2 separate regions of the Sus scrofa genome follow, and region 1 is linked to region 2. A link is a contact called in public Hi-C data. All regions are on one chromosome and are shown on one strand. The core of a region is the stretch at or near the end of the contact, and the rest is flanking DNA. Distances in the headings are between cores, read along the strand shown.

The links. A called contact is a pair of places that touch in the nucleus more often than the background predicts.
Region 1: a contact with region 2 is called in a Hi-C map of liver, with 5 times the contacts expected there. The contact joins the promoter of MTX1 here to the promoter of PKLR in region 2. A contact is called at or near these places in 1 of 5 promoter capture datasets (fetal liver), 7 of 47 Hi-C or Micro-C datasets (embryonic fibroblasts, heart right ventricle, liver and 3 more) and 1 of 2 datasets of contacts at active chromatin or transcription factors (alveolar macrophages).

What each region holds. Positions count from the first base shown.
Region 1 is chr4:94,609,423-94,613,997 of Sscrofa11.1, reverse strand. MTX1 (metaxin 1) reads left to right here and starts at 2,559. Exons shown (of 8, transcript NM_001039750.1): 1 at 2,559-2,653; 2 at 3,909-3,978; 3 at 4,123-4,202. The coding sequence starts at 2,573. THBS3 (thrombospondin-3) reads right to left here and starts at 1,296. Exons shown (of 23, transcript XM_013997018.2): 1 at 1,154-1,296; 2 at 1-154. The coding sequence starts at 1,232.
Region 2 is chr4:94,535,255-94,539,629 of Sscrofa11.1, reverse strand. It overlaps PKLR (pyruvate kinase PKLR), which reads right to left and starts at 2,652. Exons shown (of 11, transcript XM_021089721.1): 1 at 2,547-2,652; 2 at 1,765-1,947. The coding sequence starts at 2,607. All of the region lies in intron 1 of LOC102165794 (a long non-coding RNA gene), which reads left to right.

The sequences.
Region 1 (4,575 bases), core at 1,310-3,809, 74 kb before region 2:
CGAGAGTAGAGGCCAAAGAGGACACCACCCTGCTTGGGGGGCAGACGGAAGGTGGACAAGAGGTAGATGTCCCCAGCGGTGAGCAGGGCTGTCCGAATCTTCTCCGCCACAGCTACCATCTGCCGGGACTCGCCCAGAGTCAGCAGGTCGATCACTGACCAAGCAGAGATGATTAAGGTCAGACCCCTGTCAAATGCTAAGGCCTGCTCTCTCTGAGCCTTCAGGGGTGGGGCGGCATCCTTCATCACCACCCGACAGTGTTAGTCACCTCCTGGAAATCCAACCCTTGTTGCTGTCAGAGGACAAGGCGTTGTGCCTTCCTTACTGCCACTCCGAGAACCGGCAGGCCTGAGGCTCAACTGGAAATACAGCAACAGCGCCCCGCGAATGTGAGATGCCCCCACCAGGTGGCGCAAAGGAGTCACTGTGTTGATCTCAAGGCAGGAGTAGCACCTGGTGCCCACAGCGCAGAAATAGGAAGGCCGTTTCTCTTCACACGGCTGGGTTTGGCTCTAAATGCCCCTAAATGCTCCTCCTCCCGTCCTGGGGGGTTCAGCACACTCGCTCTGGGTGAGAACAGCTGCCCACTGAAGACTTCGACCCTCCTACTGTCTGGCTCTCTCCCACAGGAACCTGGGACCCAGCTCTCTGCCTCCTGTGTCCTGGCCAATCTGTGGTTTCCCTTCCAGCCTGTAAAGAATCTGTGCCTGTGTCATCTGCTCCAGCTACCTCTCCCACACCCACAGACCCATCCTACCACCAGACCTCCAGGAGAGCCCAGACCTCTTGGTCCCCACCCCCACCCGGTTCTTAGGCAACTAGGAGCCCAAAGGTGGAAGAAACCCACCTTTGAGCTGCTCTCCCAGACCCTGGAGTGTCTGGGGATGCTCAGACACCAAACCAGCCAGGCAGCCCTAGCATCCTGCCTCCTGAGTCCACAGCCCTGGCCTCATGCTGACCCTGGCCAGTTCCCACTCATCCGCCACCTTCTGGTGTCAGCTCCTCCCCACAGGATCATAATTTCATCAACTCTTCCCTCCGGTTCAATTTCAGGACTCTCCCCTCTCCCCTTGCCCACATGTTCCCTGCTACTAGGCTGGGGGCAAGTGGGGAGGAGGCAGAGAGGGGGCTCTGAGAATTGGTACTGGCTTACCCTGCAGGTCCTGACTGGCAGATGCGAAAGTGCAAAGGAAGAGAAGAGCCAGGGCCCCCCGAAGTTCCTGCGTCTCCATGCCGCTCAGCCGGCTCACTACCCCTGGCAGGCAGGCGGCTGGGAGGGGAAAAGGCTAGGCGGAGAGCAGGAGAGGGGGGCGGAGGGACTGGAGGGGGGGGCCGGCAGGCGGTGAGGGGGGGCTGAAACAAAGAGCTGCCAATCACCCTGGAGGCATCCTCAGCTCCGGGAACCAGGGGCACTGAGGAAGAGTCCTGGAGGCCTCCTTGCCTCGCGCCTCTCCCTAATGGTGCTCTCCCCCAGGTGCCTCCCTCTCCCCTGCATCTCGCTCTTGGGGGTTGCTACCGAATGCTACTGTCTTCTGGAAGCCACAGTTGGGGAAGGCAGGCAACTTTGGCAGGGGCAGTGCCAGACAGTGAGCATTATTCCACAGCTGGTACGAGAGAATTCCAAGGGAGTGGCTGAAACTAGCTTGCTATAGTGCCCAGGGGATGCCCACATGGCATGACGTTTGCTCCTCCGACAGAGCAAGTGCTCTTTATTAGGGTGATGGTCCCATGCCTTGTCCCTGTGCTTCCACTTTCCTTCATTACTAGGAAAACCTGGGAGTCTAGAAGAGTCTGGTGGAAACTGGAGGGAAAGTCTACAACAGTGGTCAGTGAGGCTGGAGTGAAGAAATAGGGAAAGGGACGCCAAGGACAGGAGGAGACCAGAGGACAGGCCAGGGGCCGGGGGGCAGACTGAGAACACTTGGGGGTACAGGCAGACAGGCCACGACCCGGATGAAACGGAGGGGCGCCTCGGTTCCCGTTGCCAAGGCAACAGTCCCAGAGCCCCACCTCCCCTCCCCCCACCCAGGCCCCAGCCCGGCCTAGCTTCGGCCTCCGCCACCGCCCCTGTTTTGTTTCCATGGCGACAGGAGGCGCGGGGCCGGCTCCAAACATAACGCGCTGTGGAAAACATGCGGCTCGGGGGACCCCCCCCGCAGCCCCCGCTCGGGGCCGAGCCCTGAGGGGGCCCGAAGCAGCCCAGACCTCTTGCAGATCTGTGAGGGCACCCAGAGCCTGCCCAGGAGCCCAAAGCCCCCTTCTGGGCCCGCTGAGCCTTCAGAGGCTCGGGGCTCCCCTCGGCCAAGGCTCCGGGACTCTCTTAGGCGCGCCGGGATGAAAGCCCTTCCCCCCTTCGCGAGCCGCCTGTGGATCGGACCGCTGCCGCCCTCCCCCGAAGCCTTCGGTTCCGCCCCACGCCGTCAGGCCGCCTTCTGGGCTGGGATAAGCAGCGCCTTCCCGAGGGCCTCCCCCCAGCTCCCCACTGTGAACAGTCGTAGGGGCGGGGGGCGGATCCGCGCGGAGGAGGGCTGAAGCGCAGGGGGAGGTGCTTCCGGGACAAAGGGCGGGCAAGATGGCGGCGCCCATGGAGCTGTTCTGCTGGTCAGGGGGCTGGGGGCTGCCGTCCGTGGACCTGGACAGTCTGGCCGTGCTGGTGAGGGGTGGCGCCAGCGCCCTCTGCTGCGCCCTGGAGGACTGGGGAGGGGGCTCGGACTAGCCAATCACCGGATTTTGCCAGGGCGCCTCAGCACGGGCGCATTGGGGGAAACTGAGGCAATCAAAGAGCGTGCCTGGCCAGTATGGACTCACATACCGTGTCCTTTGCCATTAGCAGCCTAGTTTTTGTTTGGCAATGGAACGGGTGCTGGTCAGAGGTTCAGGAGATGAGTTTTAGTTCTCGCATGTCCATTTATTGGCTGTGTGACCTTGGAGCGATCCCTTCTCTCTGGGCGCTGTTTTCTTCATCCGCTTGTTTACTGAGGCTGGACGATCTCAGAGTTCTCCGACTCCGCAGGTCTCTGCCTTCTCAACCTCCCTCCCTCCTCCTCCTCATTCAACAGCACTGACTGAGGTTATTGTTCATTGAACCAAAAAGCCCACAGCCAGGCTCTGTAGATAGAGCTTTGGAGTCAGACTAGTTCACTCATTCATTCACTCTTTCATTTAATAAGCATGTATTAGGCATCTTACAAATACCAAACATTGGCATGCAAAGATAAATAGCATGTGGTCCCTCCCCTGGTGGTGTTTACAGAAAGGTAGACATGTCAGCAAATAAGTGTAATAAAATGTTCTGGTGCTAAGTTATAAGTATGAACAGTCCATAGAGACTCCAAAGAAAGGCATGGTCAGTGCTTCCAAATGAGGTTAAGTGTTCACCGGGAAATGGCAGGAAAGAAGGTAGAGGAAAGGATTTTTCTGGCTGACTTGTAATCATGGACATGTCCATCATCTCTCTGAGCCCTGTGTTACCCACTGTAAAATGGGAACATAGGAGTTCCCGTTTGGCGGAGTGGTTAATGAATCCGACTAGGAACCATGAGGTTGTGGGTTCGATCCCTGGCCTCACTCAGTGGGTTAAGGATCCGGTGTTGCCGTGAGCTGTAGGTTGTCGACACAGCTCGGATCCCGAGTTGCTGTGGCTCTGGTGTAGGCCGGCGGCTACAGCTCCGATTTGACCCCTAGCCTGGGAACCTCCAGATGCCGAGGGAGCAGCCCAAGAAATGGCAGAAAGACAAAAAAAAAAAAAAAAGAACATAATGTCAACTTTTTTTTTTTTTTTTTTGGTAAGGCAATTATGAAGCATAGGGCATAACACAAAAGGTATTCAATAAATGTTATTTCTTTTCTTGATTCCCCTGTGGGGGCCATGTCCCTGGCCTCTCTGCCTTCTGCTTCCTTCCCTGCAGACCTATGCCAGATTTACTGGTGCCCCACTCAAGGTGCACAAGATCACCAACCCCTGGCGGAGCCCTTCAGGTATCCAGTGTCCCTGGGTGGCGGTGGGGGTGGTGAGGAAGGGAATGTACAAGGGGAAGAGCAGGAGACAGACAGGGATGTGGTGCAATAATATATGGATAAGCAGTTAAGGATCTGGTGGCCATACTTCTTTGTCAATGTCAGGAACTCTGCCTGCCCTTCGGACCAGTCAAGGAGAAGTCATCTCGGTACCACACAAGATCATCACCCACCTTCGAAAAGAGGTAGGTGGCTTGGGTAGGGGGACTGTCAATGAGAGAGTTCAGTTGATTCAGTGCAACACATCTTTATTGAACAGCAGCATATGCCAATCCAGATGCAGGTGACTCAGCTGCAAGAAACACATAGTCCAGTGGGGAGACACAATGTTGTTGTGATGGAGTACGTGGTAGACTAGAGATTAAGCTAGTCAGGGCATCCAGAGGCACCTGCTGGGCAGGGAGGTAGAGATGAATAGGCCGATGACACATGGAAGGGAAAGGAGAGTAGGAGAGAACAGTTGGCTCAGATGAAGCTCTCAAAGATAAGACTAGGAGAGAAAAAACAAAAAAGATAGGACCAGACAGGGATTTCTAAGGGCCACTGCCCTTTTTTCAG
Region 2 (4,375 bases), core at 1,403-3,902:
CCCATTCTCTTCTGTCATTTTACTGTCACTCCCTTGGTGGTCTCAACTAGTCTCATGGCTTTAAATACCATCGATAGGACAGCTCCCAAAGTTGTATCTCCAATGCAGACCACTTTCCCAAACCCAGAGTTGTATATCTGATTGCCTACTCTGTACCATACTTGCATGTCTAATGCAAGTCTCAAACTCAGCATGCCCCAAAACTGACCTGATCTCTGCCCCACCGCAGTCTTTTCTGCTCAGTCGATAATGGATTCTTCTCGTTCCTCACGCCAAAAACCTGGGAGAAATCTTTGACTCCTTTTTCACCCTCACTCCTACCCCATATCCCATCCATCATTTCCTCTCAGCTCTGCCTTCAAAATACATTCAGAGGAGTTCCCGTCGTGGAGCAGTGGTTCACGAATCCGACTAGGAACCATGAGATTGTGGGTTAAGGATCCCTGGCTTGCTCGGTGGGTTAAGGATCCGGCGTTGCCGTGAGCTGTTGTGTAGGTTGCAGATGCGGCTCGAATCCCGTGTTGCTGTGGCTGTGGTGTAGGCCGGCAGCTACAGCTCGGATTGGGCCCCTAGCCTGGGAACCTCCATATGCTGTGGGAGCGGCCCTAGAAAAGGCAAAAAGACAAAACAAAACAAAACAAAAACAAAAAAAACACACAAAATGCCTTCAGAATCTGGTCACTTCTTCGGGAGGGGGGAGGGATAAATTAGGGGGTTAGGACTGGCATGTACACACTATTATATGTAAAATAGATGGGTCACAAAGACCACAATATAGCACAGGGAAATTTACTCAACATTGTGTAATAACCTATATGGGAAAAGTATCTGAAAAGGAATAGGTATATGTATATGTACACATGATTTTCTTTGGCGTAGACCTGAAATTAACACAACTTTGTATGTCAACTCTACTCCAATAAAATTGAAAAGAAAAAAAAGAAAAAAAAGAATCTGATCACTTCTCACCAGCTTCACTGCCACCACCTGGTCTAAACCAGAAATACTGCAGGAGTGACTTCTGCCCTCATCCCCACCCCCGCCTCCAGTATATTTTCATTACCACAGCTGGGTGGGTTTGTTAAAACCTAAGTAAGAGTGTGTCATTCCCCCGACTCCAAACTCTGCAGTGGTTTCTCATTATACTTGGAGGAAAATTCAACTCAAATTCTAAAAATGACCTACTAAACCCTATAGGATCTTCCCCTCCTCCCAGCATCTTCCTTTCTGCTGCTCTTCGCCTTGATGGTTTCCAGCCTCCTTGACTTAGGGCTTTGGCATTGACTGTTCCTGTTGCCTAGAACTCTCTCCAGACATCTGCATGGCTTGTTTTCTCATCTCCTTCAAGTCCTTGCCCAGGTCTAATTTTCTCAGCAAGAGCTACCCTGCCTCCCTATTAGCACTGCCACCTCCTGCCCTTGCATCTTGACACCCCTTACCATGTTTGATTTTTCTTTTTCTCATCCATAGTACCTATCACTTTCTAAAATAATAAATACATTTCTTATTTTAAAATAATGTATTATGTTTCTTAAGTCTTGGCCCACCCAGCTAGATTGTCAGCTCCCCAAAGATAAGGGGTCTTCATTTCACTGAACAACTCCCAGGGGCCAGATGCTTGTCTGCCTAGAGCTCAACAAATATTTGTTGAATGAATGACTCGCTCAGACAGGGAGAAGTCTGAAGGAGACAAAAGATGAGGAAGCATCTTGAGAAATACCCAAGAGGTCCCGTGATGCTTCAGCGGGAATAGGGGGTGCTTACCGATGGTGGCAATGATGCTGGTACTACGAGCAGCCACAGGCTCAGAATCGATGTCCAGCAGGCAGAGGTGTTCCAGGAAGCTGTCTGCCATAGCAGCCGGTAGCTGTTGCCGCTGGAAGAAAGCAGTGCCCAGCTCCTGGGTCAGTTGGGCTAAGCTGGCTCGCCGTAGGTACCCCGCTGGCCCTGCGGTAGAAGAGGGCTGCATGGGCACCTGCCTCTCCTCCTCATCTTTTCATCTCAGCACAGCCTCAGCGCTCCAGTTTTGGTTGTCTTTTTATGAGCTGGGCATTACACGTACGTTATCTTATTTAGTCACAAGGATGCTGGGAAGCAGGTACTGTTAAATGCTCTATAATTATCTGCATTTTAACAGGTAAGGAAACAGAGGCTGAGAAAGGTTAAATAAAGTGCCCAAGGTCATACCACTCCTACGTAAGAGATAGGATTTACGTCAAGGTCTAACTCTAGGCTCAAGTTCTTGACCACCCAGCTGTCTGATCCTTGTCAACCCTGGACTTCTTACCCTTTAGCTGCTGACTTCCTGCAGCCTTAGCCTCCATTGATATCTAGCTCACAGTGACCCTTCCTTTCCAGGCCCAGAATCACCCACTTCTCCCTCCTAAAGTCCCTGTTTTCTTCCTTCCAACCTCTGGCAATTGGCTGGCCTCCCCACCCCCTTGTCTGAGTTTCCTCAGCCTGCTCCAAGCTACTTCAGGTCCTGGAGCCCCTGTAGTTTGACACAGCCCAGCCCAGGGGAAGAGGAGCCCCACTGCCAGCCGCACCCTCCATGCCACTGCACGCCTGTCTATCTCTGGGGGGTCTGCTCCAGGATATCTGAAGCATGAGGGAATGAGGCCCAGCTGGGCCGGGGATCAGTACTGCATACTGGTTAAAGTGTCACCAGCATCTCCCCTGTCACTGGAGGACCTCTGCCCCAGGGGCCAGAGTCCAGGAACCACGGGAGTACCCAGTGGCTCCCGTGCTGCAAGCTTCCCTCTGCCCTGCCTTTTGGGGCTGAGAGAAGAGGCCCAGAGCAGGATCCATTACTAAACACAGGGGCGACTCCAAAGGCTGCAAATCCTCCCCAAATGCCTCCTGGCCAGCAGCAGATATGGATTATATGTACCCCCTGCCCCACTCCTGATTTTCTTTTTTTTTTTTTTTTTTTTTGTCTTTTGTCTTTTTTGTTGTTGTTGTTTTGTTGTTGTTGTTGCTATTTCTTGGGCCGCTCCCGCGGCATATGGAGGTTCCCAGGCTAGGGGTTGAATCGGAGCTGCAGCCACCGACCTACGCCAGAGCCTCAGCAACCCGGGATCCGAGCCGCATCTGCAACCTACACCACAGCTCACGGCAACGCCGCCGGATCGTTAACCCACTGAGCAAGGGCAGGGACCAAACCCTCAACCTCATGGTTCCTAGTCGGATTCGTTAACCACTGCGCCACGACGGGAACTCCGCACTCCTGATTTTCACCCTCATTTTCCCCTTCTCTCTCTCTCTCTCTCTTTTTTTTTTTTTTTTTTTGCTTTTTAGGGGTACACCAGTGACATATGGAAATTCCTAGGTAGGGGTTGAATCGAAACTACAGCTGCCAGTCTATGCCACAGCCACAGAAATGCCAGATCCAAGCCTCATTTGCCACCTACCCCACAGCTCATGGCAACACTGGATCCTTAACCCACTGAGTGAGGCCAGGGATCAACCTGAATCCTCATGGATACTAGTCGGATTCATTTCCACTGAACCACAACAGGAACCCCTCCCCCTTCTCTTCAATGGCATCTGTTGCCCCTTCTTACCTCCTGGAGCCCCAAACAGGATGGACTTGGCTAAATCCCTTTGGGACTTAGAGATGCATGACAAAAGCCCCAGGGGTTGCATGCTCTCCTGCACTGACATGCCTCCAATATGCGGAACTGGGGCTGCCCAGACTGTGGAGAGAGAAGGGGAGAGGATAACAAGACTGCTGGTCTTATCAAAGGGAGCCAGAGAAAAGAAAAGGGGCACACCCTGCAGGCTGCCCATGTCGCCACACAGAGTCCCTCCCCCAGACCTGCTCAGCCCTCTGGCGTTCTCCATCTCTCATCCATTTTTCCTGATAAATTTTCAATCCATTCACACTGTCTGGTCATCAGCCCAAATAGAGATTTTTTTCCCCTCATACCAGTGATATGGTTACTTTTTTCTTTGCACTGCATTTTTAAAAAAAATTTTATTGACTTTTTTTAAGGGCCACACCTGTGGCATATGGAAGTTCCCAGGCTAGGGGTCGAATTGGAGCCACAGCTGGGGCCTACACCACAGTCACATCAATGCCAGATCCAAGCCCCATCTGCAACCTACACCATAGGTTGTGGCAACACCAGATCCTTTAATCCACTGAGCAAGGCCAGGGATCGAACAAGCATCCTCATGGATACTGGTTCAGCTCTTAACCCACTGAGCCACAATGGGAACTCCTCTTTGCACTTTATTGACGTTAGCCCTGGGTGAATCTAGGAAGCAGGGGATCTAGGGTAGGGCCTGGATCCTGAAGAAGGGGAATGGGGAGCACTTTGTGGGGGGAATCCTCTGGAAGGGCTCTGATAGCATCATTGTCATTATCACATTG